Linked DNA regions of Mus musculus: region 1 is linked to region 2. A link is a contact called in public HiChIP or PLAC-seq data. All regions are on one chromosome and are shown on one strand. The core of a region is the stretch at or near the end of the contact, and the rest is flanking DNA. Distances in the headings are between cores, read along the strand shown.

Region 1 (7,351 bases), core at 3,531-6,030, 1.7 Mb before region 2:
TTAGAGAAATAGCCAGGGCTACATCCTTAAACCTCAGGCCATGTCTAGAGCCTTTGGGCCTGACATTGGCTTTTGAAACCTCAAAATCTCAGAGTCTAGTCCAAGTGGCATACTTCCTTCAACAAGGCAACACCACTTAATTCTTCTAATCCTTTTAAATAGTACCATTTTACACATTCAAGTATATGATCTGTGAGGACCAATCTTATTTAAGCCACCACACTTGATCATGGAATATCCAGAACATAGGGTTTCATAGGACTCCTTTCTATCCTCAAGTTTTCACTATCCCCCTTTTTTATTATGTTCTCTGGGTCTTTAGTGGGATAATATTAATGTTATACTTATTGTCAGTACTTCACAGTTACTTACTCTCAACTCTCTGACCAGATATGAGTCTCTGTATTACCTGTTGCCCACTGCAGAAATATGCTTCCCTAGCAAATGTTAAGATCATAGTTTATTATAATTTTATTGTGACTCTAACCATCTGGGGTTAAGTAATGCAATATGTGCAGTAAAACTTCCCTTGTGGGTTAATCTTGTACAGATAACAAACTAAGCATTTTACTTCCAGAGGGCTTGTAGAATGCACTGGCAGAAATAGCTTATTCAGTGAGATGAATTGAGAGTCGATATTTCCTTTTTCACATGATACACACGTGACATTATTATTCTAAAGCCACATGTATGAGAATGATGAGTGACCATACAAGACAGTGGAAATTATTTGGCTTTGGAAAGAAATTCTACATTTCACAATTTGAAGGAATCTGAAGGCATCACACTTTGGGAATTATGCCAGCAAAAGGAAGAGAATGGTTTAGATATTATGTTGTAATTTCCTTAGAGATTTGAAATACATCAGAATGGAGAATAGTTATCAGAGGCTATGGAAAGGAAAGAATGTAGCCTTATTGTTTACTATGAACAAACTCTCAGCTGTACAAGATGAATCATTCTAGAGGTAGATGTCAATGATGGCAGTACAGGAGTGTGAAACTAATAAGGTACATTTTAAATGCTGGTAATTATTCTCTCTCTCTTCTCCTTCTCCCTCTCCCTCCCTCCCTCCTTCCTTCTCTCTCTCTTCCTCCTTCCTTCTCCCTTTCTTCCTCCTTCCCCTCTCCCTTCTTTTTTCTCTCCCTACCTCCTCCTCCTCCTCCTCCTCCTCCTCCTTCTTCTCTCTCTCTCTCTCTCTCTCTCTCTCTCTCTCTCTCTCTCTCTCTCTCTCTCTCCCTCTCTCTCTCTCTCTCTCTCTCTCTCCCTCTCTCTCTCTCTAATTCTCTCTCCTCTCTCTTTCTGTCTGTCATATACAACAAAGAGTGAGCAAGAGCGAGAGTGAGAGTGTGTATAGGCTACTTTTATGTCAACTTGACATAAACTGAAATTATCTGAAAGGAGGGACCCTAAACTGAGAAAAAAAATGTTTCAATAGGATCGAGCTGTAGGGCATTTTCACACTATATTTTCATTTAGTGACTGATGGGAGAGGGCCAAAACCATTGTGGGTGGTGCCTTTCCTGGGATGGTGATCCTGTGTTTTATAATAAAATAGACTGAGCAAGCTGTGATAAGCAGACTAGCAACCAGCACCCAACAATTTGTGTGTGTGTGTGTGTGTGTGTGTGTGTGTGTGTGTGTGTGTGTGTGTGTGTGTATGTGTGTGTGTGTGTGTGTGTGTGTGTGTTTGTGTGTGTGTGTGTGTGTGTGTGTGTTCTGCATCTAGGTTCTGGCCCTGAGTTCCTGTCCTGGCTTCCTTCATTGATGGAATATTTGATATGGAAATGTAAGACAAATAACCTTTTTCTTCTCCAAATTGCTTTTTGATCATGGTATTTCATCACAGAAATAGAAATTCTAACTAAGATAGTGTATGTGTGCTTGTGTGTTTATAATCACAATGGAAGGAAAGGAAATAAAGTAAAAATGTAATATTTACTTTTAAAAATGTAAATATTACATATTTACTTTATTGGAATTTACTTTATGGGAATTCTATCTGGCTTTTACAGTATTTGTAAGCATCCCATTTTTAACCATTCATCAAGATTTTTCCATGTAGCAGACATTAGATAAATACTGTGGCAATATTAGCTATGATGTCAGGCCATATCATTGAAGAACAAGTGAAGTAGAGATCAGAGTAGTAAGAAGGGAAAGCCAGAGGCAGTAATGGAAGACTTGAGAATCCCAATTTAGACTGGTGTTCCTAATTTGCAGTCTCTTATCCTAGTGAAGACATTTGATAAACTCCTGGATCATTTAGTTGTCATAAGTTTGTGAGTAGAGGTAATAAGATCTAGTGTCAGGGATTAGAGACATTGTTAAGTATTGCATGATCCAAATGAAATCTTGAGCAAGTAAATAATTACCAATTTATGTCAATAATTCCCTATTATACAGAGAAAATATTTTGTAACCAAGAAATCTGAAATATCATGTAAAATTTGAAAATGTGTAACTCAGAGGATGTGTTGATAATATAGCAAAATTGTAGTCATGTACACTGGGTGTATTTTATCACATTTCTTTGCAGTGTTACCTCTAAAGACATAAAATGGCAATATTAGCTATGTGTTTGTGTATACACACACACACACACACACACACACACACACACACACACACACACACACACACATATATATATACATATATATCTAAGTGTACATATATATTAACATGTGCATATGTATATATACATATATTTATATTACATTACATAGTAAATAAAAATCTCAGTTCTGAAGCGTGAAGAGTATAGTTCCTTCTGTCATCAGCTCTAGAAGCTGCTGCCTCACTATCAGTAATCAGAGATAGAAAATCTTATAACACAGGGCCATAGGCATCACAGGGCTTCTGGAGTTTTCAATTGTCAGCATCTGGTTCACAATACTTAGATATTTTGGGCAAGTCAAAAATGCAAAAGTGACAGCTCTGAGATCATTACAGAAGAGAACAAGGTTGGGCTTCCTCATAGTCTACTTAATGACAATGACCTTGTAGCAGGTGAAAACCTAAGAAACCACCAAGGATCTCATTAGGAATTAGTACCTTGGGGTCATCATTGGAATTCTGATGCTAGTTCTGGATAAACCATAAGACTATACATTTATCCAATTTGCGCTCTATGAATGTTTCTCTGGAATTGCAAACTCCCCATGAATGAGCTCACTACTGGAATGGCTTTCATCAGAAGACACGACATGAGTGTCACTCAGGCTGTCATAACCTAAAGTTAGAACCTTCATAAATCTATTCCATACATGAAATATGAGACAAATATCTATCTGGTGACTTAGAAACAGATTTTAGATGTTTGAGATTCACTTTGGGCATAGCTGGTAAGCAATGCAAAGAGGTTTCTCAGTGTCTCCTTCTCAAAGTGTACTGCCCATTGTCTCACCCTGAATTTTTAACTTTCTGTGATTTTTTTTTCTGTGAACTACAATATAGAACAATTTCCCCCTGAACCTTCCATAGATGTTCTGTCTTAAAATGGAAAGGAGGCACAAAGATCCACAACTGCCATTGCCTCTCTGCCAATGTTTCAAGCAGCTAACCTGTGCGTAAGCACTGCCCAGATCCATATAGCAAGGAGGGGGAGAAATTCATAAATGAGTATATTGTGCAAATGTAATTTTATCAGTCCCACTTTGAGCACCTGGAAGTGCTGGCTTTTCTTAGATCAGAGGCACTATTCACAGAATGTGTTCAGAGAATGAAGCTGATTAATAAGAACAAAAATGGTCAGAATCATTTCTTAAAATTCCTTAAAAATACTGTTTATGGCTATTTATAGATGCAGAATTCAGATTCAAAAAGCAAGGTGTGTGAATTTAAAGCCAGATAGAGCAAAGGACTAAATAAGCAACAGCCAGTTAATTACATATTCACTCTTATTTTTGAAATCACATTTAGCCACTTCACTTGAGAACATCTGTAAGTTTGTTCCTTTAAGCCTCAAAGCCCATTTATATAAGTACAGGGATGAAGGTAAAATGGCTTCCATTCATGCAACAAGCCTCTAAAAATAATTGGATCCTTGAAGTGGACTGTTTCATTTTTCCTTCTGTTTATAACAGACATCTTGAACAAGATGAAATTGGTACTCAGGTGGCTTTAGTGCCAGGAGTAGGTTTTTGCACATTAATTGGAAGAAATCGGTAAGGCTTAGTGACTCTGAATAAAACTAGATTTGTTAAAAAATTAAAAACATCTTCTTTAAAAAATGATCTATTTATGAATTTGTGTTCCTTTAAAACTAATCTGGCCCTTATTCCTAGCTATATTTGTTTAAATGCAGCTATACACTGTTGCACTGTTGCTGTAGAATGACATCATAATTATATACAAAGGATAAGTAATTTGTGCCTCAAAGCATAGACTTAAAGAGAACAAAGACACTTGAGTTCACTCTAAATGATTGTGCTAATGTCATTATTAGTGTGGCTTAAGCATCTGAGTCTCAGTATTCTATAAGGTACAAAAGATACAACTGAGATCTGGAATCTAGAAACAGTCTGCTGTTTGTCAGTGATGTTTCTTTTGGCTTCTTGCTTCTTTTCCCTTGTGTTTTTATTTTTCTTGTAAAGATGATAATATAATGGGTTTTCTTCATCTAGCCCTTCTGCATTGTGTCTTTCACTGACAATTCAGCAGAGAGTTTTCAAGCCTTAATTATGAGCACATTCATTCTATTGTTTCTATGTGGTACAGGACAAGGAAACACAATTAGTAGAATATTGTAATTAACCTTCCTGGTCTGTGTGCTCCTCTAGAACTGAAGCACTGGCTGGAGACCATAAAATCCTTTGTATTACAAGGAGTGAGTCCTGGGATCCATCACCATCAATAACCAAGGTAATTTATTCTGACAAGAGAAGCACATCAGTTTTCTCCTCTGATGACACAGATGGGGAGGAATTTAAATCTGACACAGAAACCACAGACAAGCCATGCTTGCTTCTTCTGCTCTTTCTTCCCTCTTGTCTGACTCTAGTTTGTATCTGTAATTTTTTTCCTTGTTTTTTTTTCTTCTTCTTTTTCTCCATGCCATCTACTTTTATGGTAGATACTATGATATCAATAATTTTAAAGCTGCTCAATAATTTCATTTTATGAAAATGATTACTTTTGTGGCAGGCATACACAAAGTCGAAGTCACAAATCTTTACATGGTTTACAATATCTATTTTTAAAGCTCTGATAGGAAACAATTCTATAAAGAAATGCAACCCACAGTTCTAGAGTCTAAATAGGCTTTACCTATAATCGAATACAGAGCTATGGTAATGGGGAAAGCATAGCTGAAAATTCTGACAAGAAGGTTATATATGTACAAATTCCACAAAAATACTTGACATGCTAGAAATACCTTGATGTGATTGTTTCTTCATTTGTAAAATGAGTTTGTAACATTATGTCACAGAACCTTAGTAAAAATAAGGCTGGTTTAGAATAATAAATAATGGCTGATAGACAGTCAAGACATTATCTCAGTACGGTGTGCTCTTCTCATGTCTGACTCCTGTTCTCTGTGAACTGTAGAGCTATGTGTTTATTTAGAAGTAGGAGAACTAGTCATGAAACTCCATCAGTTAGAAATAAGTATGTAATTCAACTAAGGGTTTACAATAAAAGAAAACCTCAATATGTGGTGTTGAAGAGCAAAAAAGGCGTGCTTTAATGAATAGCTCTAATCTATTTTGCTTTAGTGAAATAGCCATGATCCTAAAATGACTACTATGTGTAAAATTTGTCTTTGAAACCACACAACTTCTAAGAAAATATAAACTTGGAAAGAAGATACTAAAAAAGGTTATCAAGGATTCATCACAGTAGTAAAAACAGAGGATTCAAATAAAATAGTAAAATGTTTATCTGTTTTGGATGATTAAGAGGCATGTGTGTATTATAATAGATTGACTCATTGCATAGGAATATATATGGCATGTATACCCTTGGAATTTAGAGGTTTCTATGTGTGTGTAACTGTAGGATCAGTTTACTTGAAATTAGCAGAATATTATGTCACCACATTTGAATGTGTTTGGTTGTAACAAAGTGTTAGAAAATGTAGTTTTCATGTTTGAAATATTCATATTTCAGATACTATACATAATGCTATAACTTTGCTTAGCAATTTGTCTCATAGACAATCATATATACTCAAAAAATCAATGTTATTTCTAACTTATTTTATTATAGTTATACTATTAGATTATATTTTTACAGCAAGTAGTTTAGCTAAACTAGCCATGAGTCTCATAAAATACTAATAGTGAAGCCATTGTTTTCTGGCTACAGAAGAACTGTATTACAGGATAATGTGTACTTCTACATCGAAACTGTGAGCAAAAAAATAAGCATCAAAGAACACTGAGATTGTAGGATAATTCAGAATTGTCATTGGAGAACCAGAATATAGTCACCTGTACCACTGGAAGAAAAGAAAAGTTGTATAATATGAACTGACTCTAGGAGAGAAGCAAAGGATGTATTCCATTGTTTCACATCTCAGGATACTATTCAGGTGCTAAAATTTTAAATGAGTACTTTTCATAACAATGCCGTTTCTATTACATCATAGTTGTTTAGAATGTGCTTGTCCCAGCTGACATAACAGCCTCATCTGTGATAGATCCTGGAAATTCACTTCCAATGACAAAGAACCTGAGATAAACAATGAATGATAAATTAATGTGCTAGTTCATTGATTTGTTGACAGCAGGAGTGGAAAATGAGAATGGATGTCTAACTTCAATTGTTAAGTGCGGAGCTTGGCTTGAGTTACAAATAGAGAGAGAGTTACTGGGATGCCCTGACCTAAGCTACTTGAATAGCTCGCTCAACAGTAGTTCTAAGTAAATTCAACTTTAACGATAAGAAAACCAGCTTGAGCCATGTGACATATGATGGTATCTACAAAACCTAGCACATAATTTCATCAAACATGTAATGTGTTATAGGAGATCCCTGACAGTGTCTAACTCCCTCCTCCTGAAGGTCTTACATGCATTGCCAGGATGCACAGAATGTTGGTTTGCCAAAAGTTGTGAGTTTGGTTGATGTTGTTTTTTTGTAGGATGAACTTTAGTATGTGATTGCAATTAGAATCCATGCTGTCATCCCTGCTCTATGTCCACATAACACCTCTCTTTTTGTATCTCTGATATTTACTCTCTCAGAGAAACCATGATGATATATTCTGTTTGCTCCATGACACATACCATTAACTAAGACCATTCTATATTTTATTTTCTTCCAAAATATTTGGAACAAATTAATAATATTATCTGGTTCTGCTTTGTAGAACCATTCACTTACTGTTTTAAAACACAAAATA
Region 2 (6,715 bases), core at 505-3,004:
CTTTTTTCACAAGCTCCGGTATATTAAAGAAATCAAAATAAGCATGCCACTAACCATTAACGGGAGAGGCTGGCAAGCATATTTCTGTTCAAAGAAGCTTCACTTCTTGGAGAAAGTAATTCTCTCCACACCACCCCCACAGGAGGACAACAGCCTAATCCTGACAACTGTCTACAATAGGCAAGTAACAGAGGTCGTGGTTCTAAAACATAGGTGTCTACACACAAATAGAATATGTCTGCCTCATCTTTCTCTCCCAACAATAAGAGTCAGGACCAGCGCTGTGAACAGCATACCCCCAATAGGATCCACTAGACAAAGTGATTCATAAAAATGGTTACAGATCTGACCAGATAATGTTTCTGTCATATCCCTTAAAAAGAAGTATGGAAAAGGAGAGGGGTGAAAAAAAAAAAAAAAAAGAACCAGAGGTTCCCAGACCATCTTCCTCTGAAACATGAACCATGCTGGACCCGGGTGTCGCAGATAGATCCGGTAAAGGCAGGCTTCATTTACCTTCCATCCCAACAGATGATTCAGGAAGCCAGAGGAGAAGTAAACCTGAAGAATACTGTCCTGGGTAGGCGTGCCTCCATAAACCCCAGTGTCCCTGTCCTTGGCACTTCCCGGTTCCTTTTACCACCCGCGCTGGTTGGAGGAGTGTGAAAAATGGCACAGGCGGGTGGATCGTTTGGCAATGTGTTCAACCCTAAGCCTGACACCAATGAGGGTCACCCGACCAGCTTGTCTCAAGAAGAGAAAAGAGCGAGCAAGAACTGGCTCTCTGGCGGGCCTCCTCTACCAAACTGAGACCTTCAAGGGCCGCCTGCCTGCCAGGCTGGCATGAGTGCCCGCCCCCAGGAACAGCAAACTGCCCAGCCGGCGGCCGCCTAGGCACACACAGAAAAACCGTGGGAGAGAAGCTGGGCTCCTCCCTCGGGGCCGCTGGAGTCCTCCCCTCTATCGTGCTTGGAGGATCTGACCCTAAACCTCTTCCAAGGTCCCCAAACTTCACTAACAAACCAAGCACCTGTTCCCTTCACCTCCTGCGCAGCAGATTCGCCCAAGCCCATCCTTATCCCTGATGCGCTTTCTTGCAGCTCCTTAGATACCCCAAACACCCCAGGTCCCAGGGCGTCCCACTCTCTTTCTCTCTGGTGGACTCATCCAGGACCAGTCCAGACACAGGCTCCTACACGCTCTCTGTCCTCCTCCCAGAAGTTTCCCCTGGGTCCACCAGGGTCCCCAAGGAAGAGACTCCAGTCCCTTGCTGATGTCGGGCCTCCTCCCTCCTCTCCGGAGCCGGCTACGCGGGTGCCGTTAACGGCCGCCGAGCTCACCTCGGTTCACCAAGCGCAGGGCGTGCGTGAAGGAGGGGTCCAGAGAGTCCTTCTCCGCCATCAGCTCCGGCAGGTACTTCTCCTCCATGCTCGCCGGCCGCCGGGCCCGCTTCTCCGCCCCGCGGCGCGCGCGCGCCAGCCGCCCCGCAGCCCGAGCCGCCCGCCCCCGGCGGCGCGGACCCCGCCAGGCGCCTCGGCGGCTAAGCCGGGCGGGCGGCCGGGCGGCGGCGGCGGCTCGGGGCGGGCGGCGGCCGCTCAGCCCGGCCCCGTGGAGCCCCAGATCACCGCGCTGCGGGCCGCGGGCTGCAAGGCGGCGGGATGAGCGAAGAGAGCGGGCTGGAAAGCCGAGGAGCGCTGGCCAGTCTTGCTCGCCGGCTGCGACGATGCCTTGCTCTGCCACGACCCGCCCCGCGCGCCACCCCGCGCGCTCTGAGCCGCCGCGCAGTGCCCCGCGCCCTCCCCGCCCCGCCCGCCGCGCCTGCGCGCTATGCTGACCGCCCGGCGCGCGCCGCCTCGTGGGGGCACTGGGACTGCGCGGGCCCGCAGCGGGGACATTGTAGGGGCGCTTCCGGTCCCTAGATCAGGGGTCTCCATCCAGGGCTCCCCGATGAGCGTCTGTAAGCTGTCCAGCATTGCCTTGTATGTGCAGTCTGGGAAACTGAGGCTCATGGGTCAAGTGGCGCGTCCAAGGTCACCCGTCCTAGCCAGAAGGGACAAGGGCAGAGCCTTTGGAGCCCAGGTTCATACTGCCAGGCTCTGGGAACAGGCAGTGCGACCAGACTCCTGGTTTGCCAAAGCACCACGAACTTGCCCAACTTAGGTCGCTTTGCTGTCCGCTGCTATTTGTACGAAAATACCGCCGGGCAGGACTTAAAACGCCAGCCTCCTGAGACCCTTGGCGCAGAAGTCGGTTACATAAAAGCGCCTGCCCTTCAGACTGTCTTTGTCTTCCGAGACTTGCTCCGTGTTGCCCTTCTCCTTATATGGTGGTGTCTGGACGTGGATGAATGAGTCTCTCTAAACTGTCTCCAGTAGGGAACCTACCACACCACGCATGGTGGTGATGTCTTCTGTCGCCCTCCGACAGGCAACCAGACCCCAGCAAATGCTCTCCTAGGCTCCTTTTAGATCCTCTGAGGTGTGTGGAATAAATGTCTCACACTAGACCAAGGACTCCTGAGTCCCTGTTCAGAGGATATCATAACCCCAACCTCGATAACCAGAGTCCCTTGACAGTGCTCAAGACTTCCCTAGAAAAACCTTAATTGCTTCGTTTTTTTCCTCTCCCTGTACTCTAAAGCCCTTCACAGAACTACAACTCCGCTTTCACTAGCCTAGGGCTATCTTGGGGAACAGCAAATTTTGTCTGAGGGAGAGGTCTCTAACACCTGTTGTCAGGGACGGATGTGGAGAGAGCGCCAGAACAGTGTGCTGAAGGAATCCCCCAAGCACCTGATCCCTTTTCCAGCCTTGTGTGGACTTGGTTGCAGGTTAGGTACTACTGTAGCGTCCCCGACAACAACCTCCCCCTTGTCTCTCTTTAGTCAGAACTGGCAAGTGGCAGTAAAATACAGTGGTTAACTAGTTCTGACCTTTTAGCAAACTTAGGTCATTTGTGCCTCAGTCTCTTCATCTATCCTATGGAGATGAGAAAAGATTATTTCTTAGGAACCTCATAAGGATGTACTATTTCACAATCACCAGGCACAAAATGAAAGCCAGACTGTTCTGTGGCAGTCTCCCTCGCATGGCTGCTTTCTGAGGCAGAAGCTTCGAAAGGCAGCAGGCAACACCATCTGTGTGCTCCTTGATGCTGAAGACAGAGCACAACCCCAGCAGAGCAAGCTCATAAGGGTAGATCCTGCTTCTGACCCTGAGCCCCATGCCGGTCTGGCCATGCAGTGTGGCCCAAGTCTGAGCCTCACATCTGGCCCCCCAAGAACTATGTTATGTCAGCAGTCCCTGACATAACATAGTTCTTGGGGGGCCAGATGTGAGGCAGTTGGGGAGTTCTTAAGGGAAGGTTTTTCTCCCTTTACATCTAAATAGAAGCACATGCCTCTTGCTCTAGTCTCCCTAGACTTGAATTCCAGGGATCCTCTGACAAACACTACTGAGGAGAAGAGGCAGGCAGAGTGCCTGGTGAAACAGCGCTCCCTGCCCCGTGTCTTCCATTTTCTGCCTCGGTAGTAGTCTAAACTTTCACTGATGAGTATCTTTATTAAGCAGTTACTAATTATCTTTATTAAGCATTTACTAATTATCTTTATTATGAGCATTTACTAAGTGCCAAGCTGCTCTGGCAGCTTTATACATCGTCCTCTTGATACCTGCAGGAAAGATTCAGTTTATCACCATTTACTCATCAAGAAATCTCCAAGGCTGAGGAATTTTATACTTTGCCAACTGTGCCACCACTGGCAAGCTGAGATTCCAGGCCCTCCTAGTCTGAACCCTTCCCACACCTAACCCTTTCCCGGGTAGTGATCTGAGCCTGATTAGATCTCTGTCCCTCCTCCAGTGGTGCTTTTGGCAGAGATGTCCCGCCAGCAGCTGGGGAGGAGGACTGTGTACCATGAGGCCTACAACAGAGATGCTAACGCGCCTGCTCTGGACCCTCCTCCTCACAGAACTCTCCAAGTGGGCAGGTGCCCAGCCCTGTGAGTGCTCATGCTGGGTCCTCTAGGGGAGAAGACTGATGTTCCTGTAAGAGGCTCAGAAAATCGTCCCCACCCACCAGTCTGGCTGGACCATAAGATCCAGGGCAGGGCACCACCTCCATGTTTTGCTGGCTACTCTGCTGTTCTTCATGAAGTTACCATCCCATGGGTGATGGGTCTTGGAGAAAGTAATAGCTCCCCTGCAGACATCAGCCGGCAGTGATATAAATTCAAGCCTTTGGGATTCTAGGCCAGAGATCTCTCTAGAATACCCTGCTCTGGCCAAGCACTTCCTGTGGACTGAGACTGCTCTGGATTTAGAAGCAAAAGATGTCTTCTCCAATGGCACCTCTGGACAAGGGCACAAGGGCACTGTTGGCTTTACACAAGGCTTTACATCTCCTGTCCACACTCCATGGAGTCCCTCAGCTGGCATAAGGGAACATAACTACCTTTCCAAGTCATTGTCTTGACTCTCAGTCCCAGAGATGCAAGGAGTATCTCCCAAGCCACTGTTACCCATCATTCCAGGCTACCAGAAGGAGCACAGCCAAGTCTCTGCAACCCCAGAGGGATAGTTGTCATTTTATAATCTCCGCCGACTTCCAGGCCTTCTTTCCCAGGGAGAGACAGACCCTTGGCCTCTGACATCAGCTCCAGTGAATCACACACACTGCTGCTGTGCCTGACACCATCAGGGCATGCTCCAATCACAGCCAGTGTCTGTGAGCTAGTTTTCTTCTATATAAGGATTGCTACCCACATTACAAACTTCCCTTTGAATGTGTAAGAGATATGAGCCCTATGTTACATTCTCATGAGTGGAAAAGTTCAAATCTCATTCTGGCCCCCATATCCCTTACTTACTAGCTACCAATCTTTCCCCAGCAAGCATTATCTCTGAGCACCGGGAAAGGGTCAGTTAAGATTTATACCTCACTAACCTCCACATAGACACAGCATTAATGCTTTCTGACTCCTCCTTCTCTCTACACCAGTGTTATTTATGCTCTTGTTCATGCTCACCACACTGAGTCTTTGTCTTCTGTGTCCTTGGAGCCTTCTCAGCTCCTTAGCCCAGCGTCTGGTTGAGCAGTCAGGTCAATGCAAGCAGTCATGTATTCAGGGATCACTCCTTAAAAATAAATTCTCTAACATCACTGTTACTCCAATCTTCGAGACAGTGGCTTTGTTATGTAAGGGGGACACCAAAAGATGGCATAGCCTCACCTAGAAATCCATCATGAGCATGTTACAGCAAAAGACACCAAGAAGATCCACTCTGGGCTCTGACTCCAGTTTTTGCCATAGAAAACAGGTTACACAAGCTTAGACTGTGTGGCTGGAAGGGTAGAAAGCAACCCTGGAAGGAAAGGAGACACTTTGGAAGGCAGGAGTCACAATGTTCAGAGCACATCCACAGATCAGGAGTGACTCCACGAGGCCCCTACTCAATGCAGAAGACAGCCAGAAGGAAACTCAAACATCAAGTAAGTGTGACTAAGAAAGTTGAAACAGTCCAGACATTGGGAGGAGAATTAGATACATTTCCTCGAATACACGTGAACATAATATGTACACAAAGAGAAACACATATGCACATGATCATACATGCGTATATGTACACTCAGATAATCTATCATTTCTGTTCCACTCAGGCTACAAACAGGAGAATCATGTCCTCCAGCTTAATCACTCACATACCTAGAGACACCTAGCCTGTTGCTCTGTATTCACAGGCTTTCCGTGCAAGTCCTCGTTCAATCTGATGGATGGCAAGGCCAGGTCCTCTTGCATGTTTCTCTTTACTGCAGCAAAGCTACCCAGTCAACGCCTGTTCAGCAAAGATGATGCCACAGCTATTGCACACACACCCCCTCGTGGCCAAATTCGGAAGCACATTCCCTCAAAAGTTCGAACTGTGTGGCAGCCACTTGGGTTTTGGCCTCCACTGAAAGGAACTCCAAGGACTGACATGTCAGCCTAAGAAGGAAAATAATGAACATTCTAATGTGAAGGAAATGAAAGGGGAAGAAGGTAATGAAATGCAGGTAGGGGAAAGAAAACGAGAAAGTGGGAGAGAGCAGAACAAAAGAAAGTAAAAGAGTTATGCAAAGAAAAACAAGAGTAAGGAGCATCGGGGGAAGCCTTCCTGTGTTTAAAGGTAGGCATGCAAAGGAAGCAACAAAGGAACAAGAATTAACACTGTCCAGGGGCCTCAATGTGACAGCCAAGTGTGTGCAGAAAAGCCATCTGACCCCACCTACTGGCCATGGTAATTCCAAATCCTTTTGTCTCCATTTCTAAGCCTGGAAAGTGTAACAAGTAACAATTGTTCTCAGCCGGTGTGGTGGCGTAGGCCTTTAGTCCCAGCACTTGGGAGGCAGAGGCAGGCAGATTTCTGAATTGGAGGATTTCTGTAGTTCTAGTCTACAACGTGAGTTCCAGGACAGGATGGAAATTGCCATGCATTCTCTGATCTAGCCGTGGTGGAAATGGGTTTTGTTAGTTTCCTTGATGTGGGAGCTGCCCTGTATCCTTCACATACTGTTCTAAAAATGTGGCATGTGGTGGTGGAATGCACCAAGTTATCACCCACTCCGGCACTTTGTAAGATGCTACAGTTTGAAAAGCACAGCTGAAATGTAAAACATTATTGCCACGATAGTAAAAACATTCACATCCATCTCCTAGCCCACAGTTTCCTGTTAGGAT

What was found. HiChIP or PLAC-seq counts read pairs in DNA pulled down with a chosen protein or histone mark.
Region 1: a contact with region 2 is called in an H3K4me3 HiChIP or PLAC-seq map of neural tube, with 10 times the contacts expected there. The contact joins the enhancer-like site here to the promoter of Khdrbs3 in region 2. A contact is called at or near these places in 4 of 39 promoter capture datasets (the 3T3-L1 cell line, frontonasal cranial neural crest, liver and 1 more) and 5 of 115 datasets of contacts at active chromatin or transcription factors (astrocytes, differentiating embryonic stem cells, embryonic forebrain and 2 more).

The regions. Positions count from the first base shown.
Region 1 is chr15:70,642,055-70,649,405 of GRCm38.p6, reverse strand. No RefSeq gene overlaps it. Among named protein-coding and RNA genes, the nearest start is that of Gm19782, 720 kb to the right of the region's middle. Within about 2 kb of position 4,780, at least 9 of the 459 cell types and tissues checked have an H3K27ac peak or open chromatin away from gene starts, as enhancers often do. A contact at or near this core is called in neural tube, where this site is marked.
Region 2 is chr15:68,923,459-68,930,173 of GRCm38.p6, reverse strand. Khdrbs3 (KH domain containing, RNA binding, signal transduction associated 3) reads right to left here and starts at 1,754. Exons shown (of 9, transcript NM_010158.2): 1 at 1,341-1,754. The coding sequence starts at 1,428.